Regions from separate parts of the Mus musculus genome. Here all the other regions are linked to region 4. A link is a contact called in public ChIA-PET and promoter capture Hi-C data. All regions are on one chromosome and are shown on one strand. Each heading gives the region's core, a stretch centred on a gene start, on an enhancer-like site or on the middle of the called end of the contact. The rest is flanking DNA. Distances are from core to core; before and after follow the strand shown.

Region 1 (3,820 bases), core at 839-3,338, 310 kb after region 4:
CAGCTGTCTGGGCCAGGTGTGCATAGTGCCAACCTTTGACACGGGTTCAGGAGCAGCTCAGAATTCCCTGTCAGACCTCACGCCGTCTGGCTGTGAAGTCAGCCCTTTCCCAGAGCTGGGAACAAACTTGCCAGAAGGCAGGAGGCCCAAGCAAGGGTCTTCTGGAAGCTGTGTGTTTGCATGTTTGGAGTCTAGCAAAATGATCATTCTGCAGACATTCACTGAGGTCAGATTTTACTGTGTTGGACGTGACCATGTGGGTTGGGTTGGGTTGGGTTTGGTTTGGTTTGGTTTGGTTTGAGGTGTGTGAGATAGCCTCACTATATAGGCTTGGCTGGCCTGGGACTCATTATGTAGGTCAGGCTGGCTTTCAGTTTACAATAGTGAGCCTCTTGTCTCTGCCTCCCAAGTACCAGAAATTACAGGTAGAAACCGTGTATCTGCTGTCTTGGTCATTCTAAGGATTTTGACTTTCTTCTTTGTTTTTGAGACGGTTTCATTAGGTCAGGCTTGTCTCAGACTTGCTGTGTACCAAAGGCTGGCCTTGAACTCCTGATCCTCCTGCCTGTACCTTCAGCATCCCAGGGTTAGGCATGAACCACTACTCCAGGCCACACTTGGAAAATGGGTATCAGCAGGGATGAGCAGTCAAAACGGGTGGGTGTCTCTCCTGGACATGACGTGGGTGTCCACCTGCCGTTCAGGACTGTGTCCCTCCATTGGAATCAGCCCCAGAAGCAGCATTTATAAAAGTTATTAGTGTTGCTGTGGACTCCAGCTGCTTCCCACTCAAGACTGCCTTCATATGCAGTGGCTGGGTAACCTCAGGCATGTCACTCAGCCTCATGTACACAATGAGTGGGGCACAGACACTGGGCTTATTGGATGGTCATGTTGGATAGGAGTCAGCTCCCAAGAAGTGCTTCACACAGTGTCTGGTCACAGCAAGCTCCATCCAAGCGCCATTTGTCCTGTCAACAAAGATTACCTGACACTGATGTCAAGTCCTATTCTAGACCCTGTAACCACAGAGATGACAGAGGAGCCGGTGCTCTTGAGGAAGTGGGGGAGGGGGGAGTGTGTCTGGTTGGCACTCTCTTGGTGCGGAGATTCCAGCCAGAGGGAGCAGTGTGACAGAGGCCTGAAGATGAAGAGGGGCAGGAAAGCACGGGGCAGCATGTAGGCCAGATGGCTGCCTGTAATTATCACACCAGTCATTCGCAATAGTCTTGGGCAGAGAGAAACGTCACTAATACAAAAAAAAAAAAACAAACAAACAAACCTGCGCATACCTCCTCCTGCCTGTCCCCTATGTCATCCCAGAAACATCTCAGCCACCCTTGGTGCCTTTCCTGGCCAGGGTCTAGGAGTGGTTCTGTAAGGCAAAAGAGAAGCTATATGGAACGTGGGGAGACTGGGATATCATTTACCCAAACTCCAGTCATAATATGTTCCCCAAAGCCAGGGCTCAGGCCTACTGTCACCTCCTTAGCCAGTTGGGCAGGAAATAAGGCCCAGCATACAGGCCAGTCAGAGGCAGCAGGCAGCTGTGTAGGTTTACTCAGCCAGGCAACCCCACCAAGGTCTGGTGCCACACCTTGCCCACCCAGCCCTTCTGAGTTGATCTAAATGAAGTCCCTAGGAAGGTCTGGATTGGCTGTCTTAGCTCAGACACTGGGTAGGCTTTCCTTGGGAGAGATGCCTCAGTGTGGTTGACCCCAAAAAGGGCAAGGATCAAGCTTGGGACTTTAGGGGACTCGGGTTGGCTGTTCCAGTATCCTATCTTATTGTGCACCTTTCTTTTGGATGAGGAAGCACAAGAGACAGCAACTTAAACCTATGGGATGCTGAGTGTGTCAGCCAGGCCTTCTTCCTCCATAGTGACATCACCCAAATTGCCCTGACCATGTCACTCCTAGTGATGCTGTCCTGGCTCCACGCAGACAGCATGCCCTGGCATGCACACTGAAGCCTCGAAGCCTTCTCTGCCTCTGGCCCACCTCCTGCTGTTTGCAGCTTGGGGCTGCCCTTCCTCCACCTGCAGTGTTGAACGCCCACCCGGATGCTGAGACATGCACAGATTCTCTCCTCTCCAGCCTTCAGTGCCTGGGCCCCAACCTTCAGCCGTGTCTGCACAGTGGCCTAGCAGTGTCTGCCTCCTTTGGCTTGGCGGGTGCTTGCGCTGTGTGTCACCCTTTCTGTTCCACACACACACACACATCACACACACCAGCTGTGTGACTCCACAGTGGGGGAGGACAGAAGGGACCCCTGGGCAGAGACAGCTGTCTGACTTACCATCTCCTTTGCAGAGCACCTGTGGGCCACTTTGCAGCCACAAATTCAGACCAGGGTGTGTCTAAGGCAAAAGACCCACCAGATAGTAGGCCTCACGACTAGCAAGGAGGGTCTTTCTCCATTGCCCCACCTCCTGAGGGAAGCAGAATCCTACTGAAAATGTCCCCAGTTCCTCTCCCTAAGAGAACTCAGAACCAGGAGTCAGTTTGAGAATGGCCAGGGAGCAGCCACTGTCTCCTGCCCTCAGCCTGTGCCAGGCGGCACCACCCATGTCTGGAATCAGAAACAGTTCTGTTCTCGGCTTCCCCAGTGCTATCCTGGCCAGTAGCCTCCAGGTTACCTCTGGCATCATTGCCACCTACTGGCGACCAGCCATGGCCCTGTGTTCTAACATTGACATCCTAGACCCCAAACTGTCCTTAGCCACAACGGAGAGCTACCACCAGCACTGCAAGAGCCACCCAGGTAGCAGATGTGTTCTGTAAGAGGGTCAGCCTCCAAGGCACGGGGCCCTCCCGGAAGGCTGCGGACCTGTCTCTGCGAGGGAGGCTGGGGGGTGGGGGTGGGATCTGAAGCAATGTGTAAAAGACCACATGGATACCAAGGTCCAGTCCCAGCAGGAACAGAAAACACTCACTCGCCGCTGGTAGTGTTTGTAAAATTCATCATAATGACTGCCATCATTCTCCCACAGGCCTCCCCATTTATCATCTAGCCTGCCAACCTCTGTCAGCCACCAAGTTTGCAGGTGTTCAAGTTCCTGGACACTAGCATGACTCAGTGCAGGACCCCAAAACCCCAAGGGTCACGAGTCTTCAGGACCCTGAGCTCTGCCTTCGCTAGCTCATTGCTGAACCTGGTGGGATCACAGCCCACGGGATCAAATAGCATGAGCTACATCTGCCAATATTAATAGCTCCAGAGCCTGGCTGCCTGGGCTGCCGCAGCCTGAGCTGAAACACAATTCGAGGAACTGTTGTTGACTTAGCTCTGTTTCCAGCTAGGAAGGCGGCTGGGAGGGACATGGGAAAGGTTGGGACAGCGAGTGAGCAGGGATTATGGTGGAAGAAATAGGGGAGGGGAGGGGACCCCCCTGACTTCTTACAGCTTCTCATTCTGTGTCCTGAGAACCCAGGAGCATAGCTTGAAGACTGGATGTCACTCCAGGGAGCTGTTGATGTCAGTGCATGTGCCTAGCCCTCTGGGACCCTGGGTGACCTGCGCATTGGGTTATACTGGGTCTGATCTGAGACCAGGCCTCCCCTCCTGCTCCAACCATGCTACTTGGCTTGCCCCAGGCTGACCAATGCCTGAGTGACAAGCCTCCCATCAGGATGAGGACAGCTTCCCTCCTTCCTTCCTCCTTCCCTCTGCCAGCATTTCCTACCCTGACTTTGCATGATGGGTACCTGCAGGTGTCATCTTCCTAGGGACAGACCAGGAGAACCTGAGCTGGGCCATGTGCCCCAGCCTATTCCTCTAGAGAGTACCAGGGACAAGCTCTTCCCAGCTCAGCACCCAG
Region 2 (3,930 bases), core at 1,112-3,611, 390 kb after region 4:
TTAGGAAACTCAGGAACCCAGGGGGATTATTGTTCTTGATTGCCTGTCTGCATTTCCAGCAGACCGTGATGTCTCAGAGGGGCAGAGTCCAAGGGCGCTTTCCTTTGTTGTGTACTTGACTTTGGCAGTTGCCTGGCCATTGTTCCAGCTTGGTGCAGAGCAGGTGTTCAGTGTACAATCAGTCCTTGGCTGGCCCTTTGCCTGGAGCAAAGGGCTTCCAGTCAGGGATGTTAAAGGACTGCACACAGAAGGCAGACACTGTGACCAGACAGGATGCAGTGACTTGAAAGGGAGGGATGCAACTGTTTTTTTTTTTTTTTTAATGATTTATTTTTAATAGCATTGGTGTTTTGCTTGTGTGTATGTCTGTGTGAGGGTGTCAGGTCCCCCGGCTCTGGAGCTACAGAGTTGTGAGCCGCCATGTGGGTGCTGGGAATTGAATCCAGATCCTCTGGAAGAGCAACCAGTGCTCTTAACTGCTGAGCCATCTCTCCAGGTCCAAGAGAAGGGTCAAAAATCCTCTCTGAACCCAGAGCCTCTGCTGTGACTTGGCTATGGTTAAAGTCTGTGTCCTGGAAGCATGCTTCGTAAAGTAGTGGCGTGGTAAGGCCCTTAAGGGCCTGGGTAGGGCGTTGGGCTCAGTTGGCAGACTTTGCCTTCTATGCAGGAGGCCTTGAGTTCAATCCCCAGTAGCACACAGAGCAGTCGTGCTGGCACACACCTGTGCCCCCAGCACTTGGAAAATGCAGGCGGGAGGATCAGAAGTTCAAGGTCCCCCTCAGCTTCATGCTCCATTTGGAGTCAGCAAGGGGCACGAGAAATTGGGTGTCAAAAAAAAAAAAATCAATAAACACACACACAAGTCAAACATTCATGCAATTAAAAAAAAATCTCTAAACAAACAAAGTGCTACAACTAACTAGGGCCTGGAGATGGGCTCAGTGGGGAAGGGCGCTTGCTGAGCTCAGATCCCTGGCATCCAGGAAGAAAGTGAAGCGTGGTCCTGTGCACCGCAGTGCTGGTAAGGTGGACCAGAAGCAATGGCATCCCTGGGCAGGCTGACCTGCAGCCTAGAATTGGGGAGTGGGACACACCCACAACACAGAGAGACTCCATCTCGGGAGTAAGGAGACTGTCAGAGGACACCTGATGACTACAGTCATCCCTGGAGCCCTGGAATCCATGGTGGGAAAGAGAAAAGAGACTCCCACAGTGGTCCTCTGTCCTCTCCATGCACACCAATGGTGTGCACATAAACACACACTAACTAGATGCAATAAAAAAAAGAGAGAGAGAAAGAAAGCACCTACTGGCAGGCCGGGTAAGGCCTTGCATTCTATCTGTAAGCACTGCCGTGGCAGAAAAATCAAATACACAAATAAACAAACACCACCCCACTCAGAAGGCTTGTATTCCCAAGTATCTCTGGAGAACTTGGCGGTCAAAGGTTCATTACCATGATGGTTTAACATTAGCTCCCAGCATCCAGAAGACAGGAAAACATAGAGATGCTGGCTAGTTATTTCCTGAACTTCAAGGATGTTTTGTTATGTGCGACACCAAGAACCCTGGGAGAATCTATGGAGGTGGCTGGGGACCACACTATAGCAGCCAGAGGTAGGAGAGACAACACTGTAGGGAAGCCAAGGCCTGTGAGGTCAGGCACTAGGACCCAGAGGCTGAGAGGGGAGCAGCCCCCGCAGGGTAAGTTCAGAGCCAGAACACAATGTTCTCAGCTCACCCACAGGAAACCCTGAAGAAGAGAACCGCACATGGCCTCTGCTGGGTGTGTTCTACTCTTGGCCTTTTATTCTCTCCCTTAACCTCGGTCCTCACTTTCACATCCTGTAACCTGCAAAGCCCACACACCCCACCCTTCTGAGCTGGTCCCAGGCCCCAGGAGAGCAATCAAGTCAGGAAGCCCAGGGTCTCTAACCTTGGTTTCCTGAATGGACCTTTGTGGCGGAAACTTTTTATAGTGCAGGAGGCAGGCTCAGACAAAGCCGCGCTTCTAGCTTTGGTGAGGGGAAACAGCTGATGGCTCTGTGCCTCCTCCTCCCTTCCTCCCCAAGGCCAGGCCCCACCTGAGACCAGTGAGGACAGCCACCTTTGCAGCATAGGTCACCCTGGGGAGCTGGGGCCACGTTTGCATCAGAACACCCTGTGATGTGGTTCCTAGTTTTTATTTCCACAAATGCTATGATATGTTGTCCCATAGTGCTATTTTTACTGAATTAAGAAAAAACAAAACACCAAAAGAACAGCAAATGTCTGCAAAACCAGCAGGCCTGGGACAGGGAAGGACAAGGTGAACTTCCTTTCCTGCAGCCTGCTATCTTGGTTTGTGGTCTGGTGTCCCTCACCCCCCAGATGCTATGTTCAGTCTTACTGTTTGCCTCTGTGTCTGTTCACTTCTTTGAGGCAGTGTCTCTAGGGGCCTGGACGAGCTGCTATAACCCATGGTGATAATGATGTGTCGCTGTCTCCCCCAGCACTGTTCTGACAGCCATGAGCCATAACAGCTGGCTATGTGAGTTTGTTGGGTCACAGAAGCACAGCTCTGAAACCTCTGCCACTTATTCTGGTGTTTTCTTAGTGACTTCTTCAAACATATGGCTACGCACTGGCCTTCTGGACCCAAGGATGAACACAAGAGAGCCCAGCAAGCTCCAAAGAAGTGCTTGCTAACTGTGCCGGTGTGTGTGCGCGTGTGTGTGCGTGTGCATGCGTGTGTGTGTGTGTGTGTGTGTGTGTGTGTGTGTGTGTACGCCACAGGACAGGAACAGAGCTGTGACAGGTTGCACTTGTTACTTCTTCATTTTGTGAGGCTGGCCTTGAACTTGTTACATAGCTGAAGGTGACCTTGAAAACTTGACCTTCCTACCTTTCCATCTTTCCATCCTGAGTGCTGCAGTTATTAGTACATGCTTGGGGCTGAGCCCAGGGTCTTGTGCATGCCAGTCAAACACTCTACAAGCTAAGCCATATCATCCAAGTCCCATTTTTGGCTTCTGTTAAACATACATTTTAAGCCAGATGGGGGTGGCTTTAATCCCAGTACTCAAGAGGCAGAGGTAGGCAGATCTCTGAGTTTGAGGCCAGCCTGGTCTACAGAGTGAGTTCCATGACAGCTAGGGCTACACAGAGAAACCCTGTCTGGAAAAAAACAAAAAACAAAAAACCACAACAAAACCTATGTGTGTGTATATTTTATATATATATTATACTATATATAATATACATATATATATATATATGTATATAACACATACACACACACACATATATAATGTGTATGAGTGATGAGTGTTTATCCAAGTGTCTGTTTGTATACGGTGCTAGTGGAAGTCAGAAGAGGATATTGGATCCACTAAAACTGGAGCTACAAATGGTTGTGAGCCACCCTGTGAGTGCTGGGAACCAAAACAACCCATTGCTCTGCAAGAACCGTACCTGCCCTTCCGTGCTGAGCCATCTCTCTAGTCCCCCCTCACCCCATTTCTGGCTTCTTTTTGTTGTTGTTGTTGTTGTTGTTTTTCAAGACAGGGTTTCTCTGTGTAGCCCTGGCTGTCCTGGAACTCACTCTGTAGACCAGGCTGGCCTCGAACACAGAAATCTGCCTGCCTCTGCCTCCGGAGTGCTGGGATTAAAGGCATGTGCCACCACGCCCAGCTCCTTTCTGGCTTCTTTATGGCCTGCATGTGAATCTCTGTGGGTCCTCACTCCAGTCCTGTAAAGAGATTCAACTAGGTTTTAGGATGCTGTTGTGAGAATTTTCTCCTGGGGGAGAGAAGGACACACACACACACACACACACACACACACACGCCCCAAGTGTAGTGTATTATTAAATCTTCCCCCCTCTTCATAAGGTCTCAATAACACAGTTGGATTCCACTGAGGTTCCCCCTGGGAATCAATGTGTATTAG
Region 3 (3,857 bases), core at 447-2,946, 420 kb after region 4:
CACATCCTGCTGACTTTCACTTTTAAATGTTCTTTGAGTCTACCATTTATCTTCACTGCCACTCCCTTCTTTTCCATGCATTCCTTTTTAAATATGTTTATTTAATTTGTATGTGTGAGTGCTTCCATGTATGTGTGAATCCTGCTGGTGTATCTGGTGCCCAAGGAGGATAGAGGACTTGGCTGAGTCCTCTGGAACTGGAGTTAACAGGTAGCTGTGAGGCACCCGATGTGGCCCGTGGGAACAGAACCTGGGTCCTGTGCAAGAACAGCAAGTGCTCTTACTCGCTGAGTCATCTCGTCGGCCCCTCTGTGGATGCCTTAAAATAGCCCTCTGTGGTCTCTCTGGATCTCTGCTCTCTTCTTAGCCCTCACATCCAAAGTAGAATGATTCCAAAGCATTGTTTTTTGAGATTTGTTTTTATGTGGTCTGGTGTTTTGCCTGTATGCTTGCCTGTGTACTGTGTGTGTGAAGTGCCTGTGCAGGCTGGAAGAAGTCACTGCATTCCCTGGAACTGGAGTTACAGATGGTTATTAGGCACCATGTGACGCTAGCAATCTAACCCAGGTCCTCTGGAAGAGCTCTCAGGACTTTGACCACTGGGCCGTCTCTCCAGCCTCCAGACTCCCACTTGTTTATTTCTTTATTTATGACACATAGTCTTGCTTTATAGTTAAAGAGTGACATGGAACTCTTGCACTCTTGATCCTCTTGCCTCAGGCTTGGAGTGATCTTTTAAAAAGGAAGACCTGATTATTTGACACCTTCTGCTTAAAATGGACTATAGGGGCTGGTGAGATGGCTCAGCAGATGGGGGCACTTACCAGGACAGCCTGGCGACCTGAGCCTCCTCCTGGAACCCTTGTTGAGGTGAATGGTGGGAACCAACCAATACCACAGGGCTTTTCTCTGACCTCCATGTAACCTGCTGTGGAAGGGGCACCCACATATGCATACACACGTGAAGACACTTAGGTATACACATGTATACACTAATAATACATTTTAAAAACTCTGTGCTTTTCCAATGCAGATGGAATTGTGGTTCACTAAAGCAGTGGACAAAATTGTGAGCATGCCTTGGCTGATTCTGCTTTTCCCCTCCCCTCCCTTCCCTCCCTTCCCTCCCTTCCCTCCCTTCCCTCCCTCTCTCCCTTCTCTCCCTCCCTCCCTCCCTTCCTTCCTTCCTTTTCTTTTTTTCCTCTTTAGTTTATATTACTCGTTTGCCTTGAGCTTAGTGTCAGAACACGGTCTGATTTTTTTCAGTTCCTCATATGCTCTGTGGTTTTTCCAGCCTTTGAGTTCATGTGTGTGGTGAGCCTTTTGCCTTGGCTGTGTGCTGGCCCTCAGTCTTCTTACCTAGTTAATTTTCCTTCCTGGAGAAGCTGGCTCTGATCCCTGCCATCCCTGCCAATCATGGGTTTTCCACCCCACTGTGTGCTTTTTTCATAATGCCCTCTGCTGGGGTCAGTAGCATTATTCATAGTCCGTACCTGTATGTATCCACGTGCTGCTTCATGTCCCCTCCGCAGAAGGGAAGCCTCGGAGGCAGGCCTCTGCCTGTTCTGTTAACCCTCAGTGCTTATCCGGACTAATGTGCTCTTTTGAGGATCGTCATTTTAAATTGCTGTGAACTCTGTGGTCACTTCAGCATGTGCTTGCACACGTCCTCTCACGCTGTCCCCCACACTACCTGCTAGGCGAATGCTGTCAGCAGCTGAGCAGCTTCTGGGCTTGCCTGGGAAGGCAGCTGGTCTAGGAAGCCCGTCAGTCAGTGCTGTTTCTCTGTTTCAGCAGATGAGTTAGGTCACTCGGTGGGGAGAGGAGCAAATGTGGAACCGAATGCATTTGAATTCCTTTTCATCCTCCTTGAGGACATTCTGAAATACTTGTGAATAAAATCCTGTCAGAATGCAGCCAAATGGGATACCAAAGCTAATCCTGGCAGCTCACTTCCGAGGCTTTGCTGACATTTCCTCCTAGGGGACATGATTTCAAGATAACACATTTTCAGCTTCCTGAAAAAAAAAGTGTAACTTGTTTTAAAGTACAGAGGTGCTAGGGCTGAGGTGTGTAAAGATTCCTCAGGTGCCTACTTCCGATGGTGACCTTTTGAATTCTGTAGACTGTAAGTTCTTGTATTCCTGATGAACATATGCATGATAGATTAGATGCTGACCTACTGAGTCTTTTTTTTTTTAAAGATTTATTTATTTTGAGCTGGGCAGTGGTGGCGCACGCCTTTAATCCCAGCACTTGGGAGGCAGAGGCAGGTGGATTTATGAGTTTGAGGCCAGCCTGGTCTACAGAGTGAGTTCTAGGACAGCCAGGGCTACACACCAGAAGAGGGCCCCATTACAGATGGTTGTGAACCACCATGTGGTTACTGGGAATTGAACTCAGGACCTCTGGAAGAGCAGTCAGTGCTCTTAACCACTGAACCATCTCTTCAGTCTAGCCTACTAAGTCTTAATTACTACATAACATTTACTGAGAAGATCTCCCTAACCCCCACCCTTTTCTGTCTTTCTTTTCTCTGTCCTCTTTCCTTTCTAATAGGAGCTCTGGTATCGCCCAGGCTGGGCTAGAACTTGTAGTTTTGCCTGCTCAGTCTCCTGACTACTGAGATCTCAGGTGTGCACCATGTGCCTGCTGGGAGATTTCCTATTTCGTTTCTGTGGGCTGATTTGGGTCAAGGTTTTGCAGTGCTTGGGATAAAACCTTGGGCCTCTTTGTACATTGCCAGATAAGTGTTCTACCACTGAGCTGCATCCCCAGCCAAACATTTCACTGTTGGAAAAAAAATGGACTACTGTAGTAGACCTTAGTGGCAATGATCAGGCTTTGTTATTCCTGTAAAGACAGTTGACTAAGGGCTAGGCGCTAGCTCTGGCCGTGCAAGTATATGGAAAGCCTCAGGTTCAAATTCCTGAACTCTTCCCTAAAAGAAGAGTCTTAGACATAGTCAGCTGTAGTATTGGGTGTGTAATTGGAATCGTAGAAGTTGAAATAATGTTGACGACAGGGAGGTCTTTCCATTAACTTTATCATCCCGTGATGGTCTCAGTGCTTTGTAGACTCTGAAACATCTCTCCTGGGATCCAGTAGTTTCGCCCATATTAGCAGTTTTAATACCGTAGGTTCCAGAAGGTAGCCTTGAGTGTCAGTATTATTTATACTCGAGGCCCAGGCAAGGAGTATAAATGAGTCGGTGGGAAGTAGCTGAAATGGGTGGGTGGGAGCTGAGAGGAATGGCGGGCTTGTCACGGGTTTGTCCCGTCTTCGAGGGGACTGCTCCGGTAGCTGTGATTCAGCAGATGTACAAACACCCAGAGTAATAAAATGGATAAATAACATAATATTGTAGTATAGTATTACATCCATGGGGAAATCTCCCAAATAAAACACTAATATGTACTGTGCTTAACTCAAAGGTCACATGTTTGCTTCTGTTCCCCCTTTTTTATTTTTGTCTTTGATACAAGGCTCTCTGTCTCTTGTCTCTGTCACTCTGTATCTGTGTGCTTGTGCACACTCGTGCGTGTGTGTGTGTGTGTGTGTATGTGTGTATGTGTTTGTGCTTGCACGTGTATGTTCTAGGCTAGTCTTGAATTACTGATCTTCCTGCCTCAGCCTCTTAGTACTGATTCCAGACCTCCCTGAGCATGGCTCTTTTTGCGCTTTCCAGCTGTCTGAATGGTAACTCCTGATCCCATTCCTAAGCTCTTTACCCTCTGTGGTGGTCTGAGTGAGAATGGTCCCTGTAGGCTCATAGATTTGGATGTTTGGTTCCCAGATTAGGAGGTGTGACCTTGCTGGAGGAGGTGTGTCACTGGGGTGGGCTTTGAGATTTGAAG
Region 4 (3,434 bases), core at 73-2,572:
CATGCTACCTGAGCCTGCTGGGTAGGGACCAGGGATGCGGCTACACATTATATGGGAGAGGTTTCCAATCAAGGATCCGCTCACTCAGAACAGCAGTGGTGTGAAGGCTGATTAACGGAGTACAACCTCCCACGCTTGCTTCTGTTAGCTCATCTAAAGCCCACATGTCATTCTGAGGTAGGAGAGTACTAGATAAATCTGGATTGTGCTCCCCTTATAGGGGCCAAGTTTTACAAATGGAAAAGACTTAGCAGGAAGCAGGGTCGACTTTGTTCAGTGTTGAAATTCTGCCTTCCAAAGGCAAATTATGGTTGGCGTAGTAGCTCAGCAATTATAGGCCCTTGTCACCAAGACAAGCCTGACAAGATGGGCCCCATATGGTGGTAGGAGAGAACCAGCTCCCACAGGTGTCTTATGAACTCCACATATACACCAAGGCAGGTATGCACACACACACACACACACACACACACACACACACACACACACACACTCACACTGAATACAAAATGAACTTGTAGGACTGATTTCATTTATAAAAAGACCAAAACGGCAGGGATTTTTTTAATCACTTAACTATATAATGTAATTATTCTTTTGTCCTTGGTGACGATGCTGGGGAATCAAACCACAGCATGATGCCCGGTACGTGATCTGTCTCCGAGGTATATCTCCAGGCTAGGCTCAAACTCTCTCCTTCTGCCTCCACTTCCACAGCGCTGCAACAAAGGCATGTGTCATCACACCCAGGTCATTGTACAAATGGAAAGACTACCAGCTCACCTTTGAGACGGCAGGCTGTACCTACACTGAAGCCATCGGGAGACCTGGCATACTGTAAGCAACTGTAACCACAATCCTCAGGTCTACCAAGATACAAAGAATCAAGAAGTCATTGTCTCAAGGTCCACCAGGATGGGACACTGACATCCCCCTTCATCCCCTTCTCCCATCTCTTCGTTCTCCTGACCAGACACTGTCTTCCTAATATCTCCTGTCTTTGCTAGATCCTCATGCCAGTCTCCTGAACCATGCGCAGATGACACTAGTCACCCCATGGCATCTCAGAGCCCACAGAGTTTCAGTTATACAGGTGTGTCTTTCCTGTATTCACATATACACCAAGGCAGGTATGCACACACACACACACACACACACACACACACACACACACACACACACTCACACTGAATACAAAATGAACTTGTAGGACTGATTTCATTTATAAAATCCCTAGTACACCTCAGAGGAGGGAAGGGGGTAAGAGCAGTGACCTCAGACTTAGTTCAAATAAAGTCTCTCCCAGTTACTTCACCACACACTTCCTCTTCTTACCCATAACCACATCTTCCTTCAACCGGAAGCCCATATAACACCGAGACCGCCCTCGGTTACCCCAAATTGTAGGCAGGGGCTTTTCATTTGTCTCTCAGCAGGAATATGCTTTACCTGTGTCCTCGAAAGGATGGTAAGCCTTCAGTCAGCCCTTCTGTAACTACTCAAATCTAAACTGATCTTCTAATTACTCTTCCAAATTCCCCGTGGTTTTTAACCGCTTAGGACTTTTAAACACTCTTTTTCGGGGGAGGGAGGAATTCTCATCTTCTAAAGCCTGCCTCCCGTGATAGAAATCGAAGGCTGACTTTCCCAGCCTCTCTTTGCAAACAGGGTGGCAGCTCTATGGCCATGTTCTGCCACTCTGGTATTCTGGTTAGGAAGCAGATGCCATCACGGAGGTGGTGCCATGGAATCCACGCTGACCAGAGTGAAACCAGCTCTCCTTCCCAAAGCGAAAGCGGCAGAAGTCCTCGTGGTTCAAGTGGCACTTAGTAATGACAAGGCAGGGCCAACACTTGTTCCCGGTGCGAACGCAGAGCAGTGGGGTCTGCAGTGACTTTAGCCCAGTGGTAGAACGCTGGCGTCGATCCTGACTGATTCTCAGCTCTCTGTGAACTCCAGAGCACACTTTTTAGATCACTTTTTCCTGTTTACTGTAAGCAGGGGGGGCCTGCCGTTTGCAACTACAAACTCTGGTTCACCCCTCGCACCTTTTTCCCACACAGTTCAACGATGAGGTGCTTCCTTATGACTTACTGCATTTGTGGCTGACTGTGAAGCCAGGGATGCTGTGTGCACCGCTCATCTCCATTAACCCAGGACTTAGGACAGTGCTTTACTATGCAGACACATACCCATGACCCAGTTGAAAGAAACTCAACGTCATCAGTGTTATGAGAGTCAAAAGCTAAAAATTAGGACTAACCTGGGCCAGAGAAGTCACACAGGGTTTACAAAGAAGATGACACATCTGCAGGCGATTGAGAAGACAACAGTCTGCAGTCGGGGTGTGGAGAGAGAGAGAGATGCGTGACTTCCGAAGAATGGGAAAGGATGTGGCAAGTGCGGAGAGATGGCTGTTAAGGAAAAGGGCGCTGAGCTCGGAGAGTCTATCATCCGCCATGCATATGAGCTGGATTCTGAATGGCTCTGCACGCTAGGCCTGGAGAAGGCTGGATGCGATGATGCTCTAAGAACACTAATCCTCAATGAGTATTTTCATCTGTTCTTTATTCTAGATGTTATCTTCTGTGCAAAACTACAACAGCTACCCACACATTTTCTACACAGTTCCCTCTCCAAACACTGCCGCTCTATATTTATCTGTTCAAGCTGAGAGACTACAAGAGGAGAAGATCCTTATAATTAATCCTCTTGCAACCAAGCAAATATCCAATTTAAACATAAAAATCCATTACCAAAATGGCCTTTATTCCTCAAACCCTAGCTACAAACTCAATTGTAAAATTTCCCAACGCCATTTATCTTCTAATCTATTAAAATCTTGCACTGGTTCCAAGTATTTAAACTAAGGTCCCCGATGAAATTCTATGCTAAAAATCACACAGTCGTGCTGAAAACAAAATGTGGTCCACTTTATGATAGAATGTTTTAGATAGAATCTTTTAAAAGTACAGCAAATCTGGGCTGGAGGTGGATCTTGATTGGTAAAGACCCTGCCTAACATCCATGAAGCCTTAGGTTCAGTTCCCAAGGTCTACATAAACCAGGTCTGGTGGCTCACCCCCAAAGTATCAAAGTATCAGCACTTGGGAGGTAGAGGCAGGAGGACCAGAACTTCAAGGTCATTCTCAACTGCACAACAAAGTTAAAGCTAGCTGAGGCTACCATGAAATCCTGTGTCAATTCAAACAAACAAACAAAGATTGCAAATCCTATAACTATAGAAAGCCTGCGTAATTATTTTCTGGCCTTATATGAACCAGAAGAGATCCTTAGAAAAACTCTTTAGTGATGTGTGTGTGTGTGTGTGTGTGTGTGTGTGTGTGTGTGTGTGTGTGTCCTAGTTACATCATTAGAAAACATGTGTAAAGAAATGGGCCAAGTGCATACCACAGTGTTCAGAGTGGCAAAGA

The links. Promoter capture Hi-C pulls out the DNA fragments that hold promoters and counts their contacts. ChIA-PET counts read pairs in DNA pulled down with a chosen protein or histone mark.
Region 1: an RNA polymerase II ChIA-PET map of memory CD8 T cells shows a contact between it and region 4, with 16 read pairs. The contact joins two enhancer-like sites. A contact is called at or near these places in 1 of 39 promoter capture datasets (the HPC-7 cell line) and 8 of 115 datasets of contacts at active chromatin or transcription factors (acute myeloid leukemia, bone marrow-derived macrophages, effector CD8 T cells and 3 more).
Region 2: a contact with region 4 is called in an RNA polymerase II ChIA-PET map of memory CD8 T cells, with 6 read pairs. The contact joins two enhancer-like sites. A contact is called at or near these places in 1 of 484 Hi-C or Micro-C datasets (the G1E-ER4 cell line) and 2 of 115 datasets of contacts at active chromatin or transcription factors (memory CD8 T cells and pancreatic cancer cells).
Region 3: a promoter capture Hi-C map of pre-B cells shows a contact between it and region 4, with 2.1 times the contacts expected there. The contact joins two enhancer-like sites.

The regions. Positions count from the first base shown.
Region 1 is chr10:59,900,138-59,903,957 of GRCm38.p6, forward strand. No RefSeq gene overlaps it. Among named protein-coding and RNA genes, the nearest start is that of Gm46226, 4.3 kb to the left of the region's middle. Within about 2 kb of position 2,089, at least 54 of the 459 cell types and tissues checked have an H3K27ac peak or open chromatin away from gene starts, as enhancers often do. A contact at or near this core is called in memory CD8 T cells, where this site is marked.
Region 2 is chr10:59,972,555-59,976,484 of GRCm38.p6, forward strand. No RefSeq gene overlaps it. Among named protein-coding and RNA genes, the nearest start is that of Ddit4, 23 kb to the left of the region's middle. Within about 2 kb of position 2,362, at least 196 of the 459 cell types and tissues checked have an H3K27ac peak or open chromatin away from gene starts, as enhancers often do. A contact at or near this core is called in the G1E-ER4 cell line and memory CD8 T cells, where this site is marked.
Region 3 is chr10:60,008,020-60,011,876 of GRCm38.p6, forward strand. The region is part of intron 3 of Ascc1 (activating signal cointegrator 1 complex subunit 1); the gene reads left to right. Among named protein-coding and RNA genes, the nearest start is that of Anapc16, 6.8 kb to the left of the region's middle. Within about 2 kb of position 1,697, at least 19 of the 459 cell types and tissues checked have an H3K27ac peak or open chromatin away from gene starts, as enhancers often do. A contact at or near this core is called in pre-B cells, where this site is marked.
Region 4 is chr10:59,588,264-59,591,697 of GRCm38.p6, forward strand. The region is part of intron 1 of Mcu (mitochondrial calcium uniporter); the gene reads right to left. Among named protein-coding and RNA genes, the nearest start is that of Gm40671, 15 kb to the left of the region's middle. Within about 2 kb of position 1,323, at least 137 of the 459 cell types and tissues checked have an H3K27ac peak or open chromatin away from gene starts, as enhancers often do. A contact at or near this core is called in the G1E-ER4 cell line, memory CD8 T cells and pre-B cells, where this site is marked.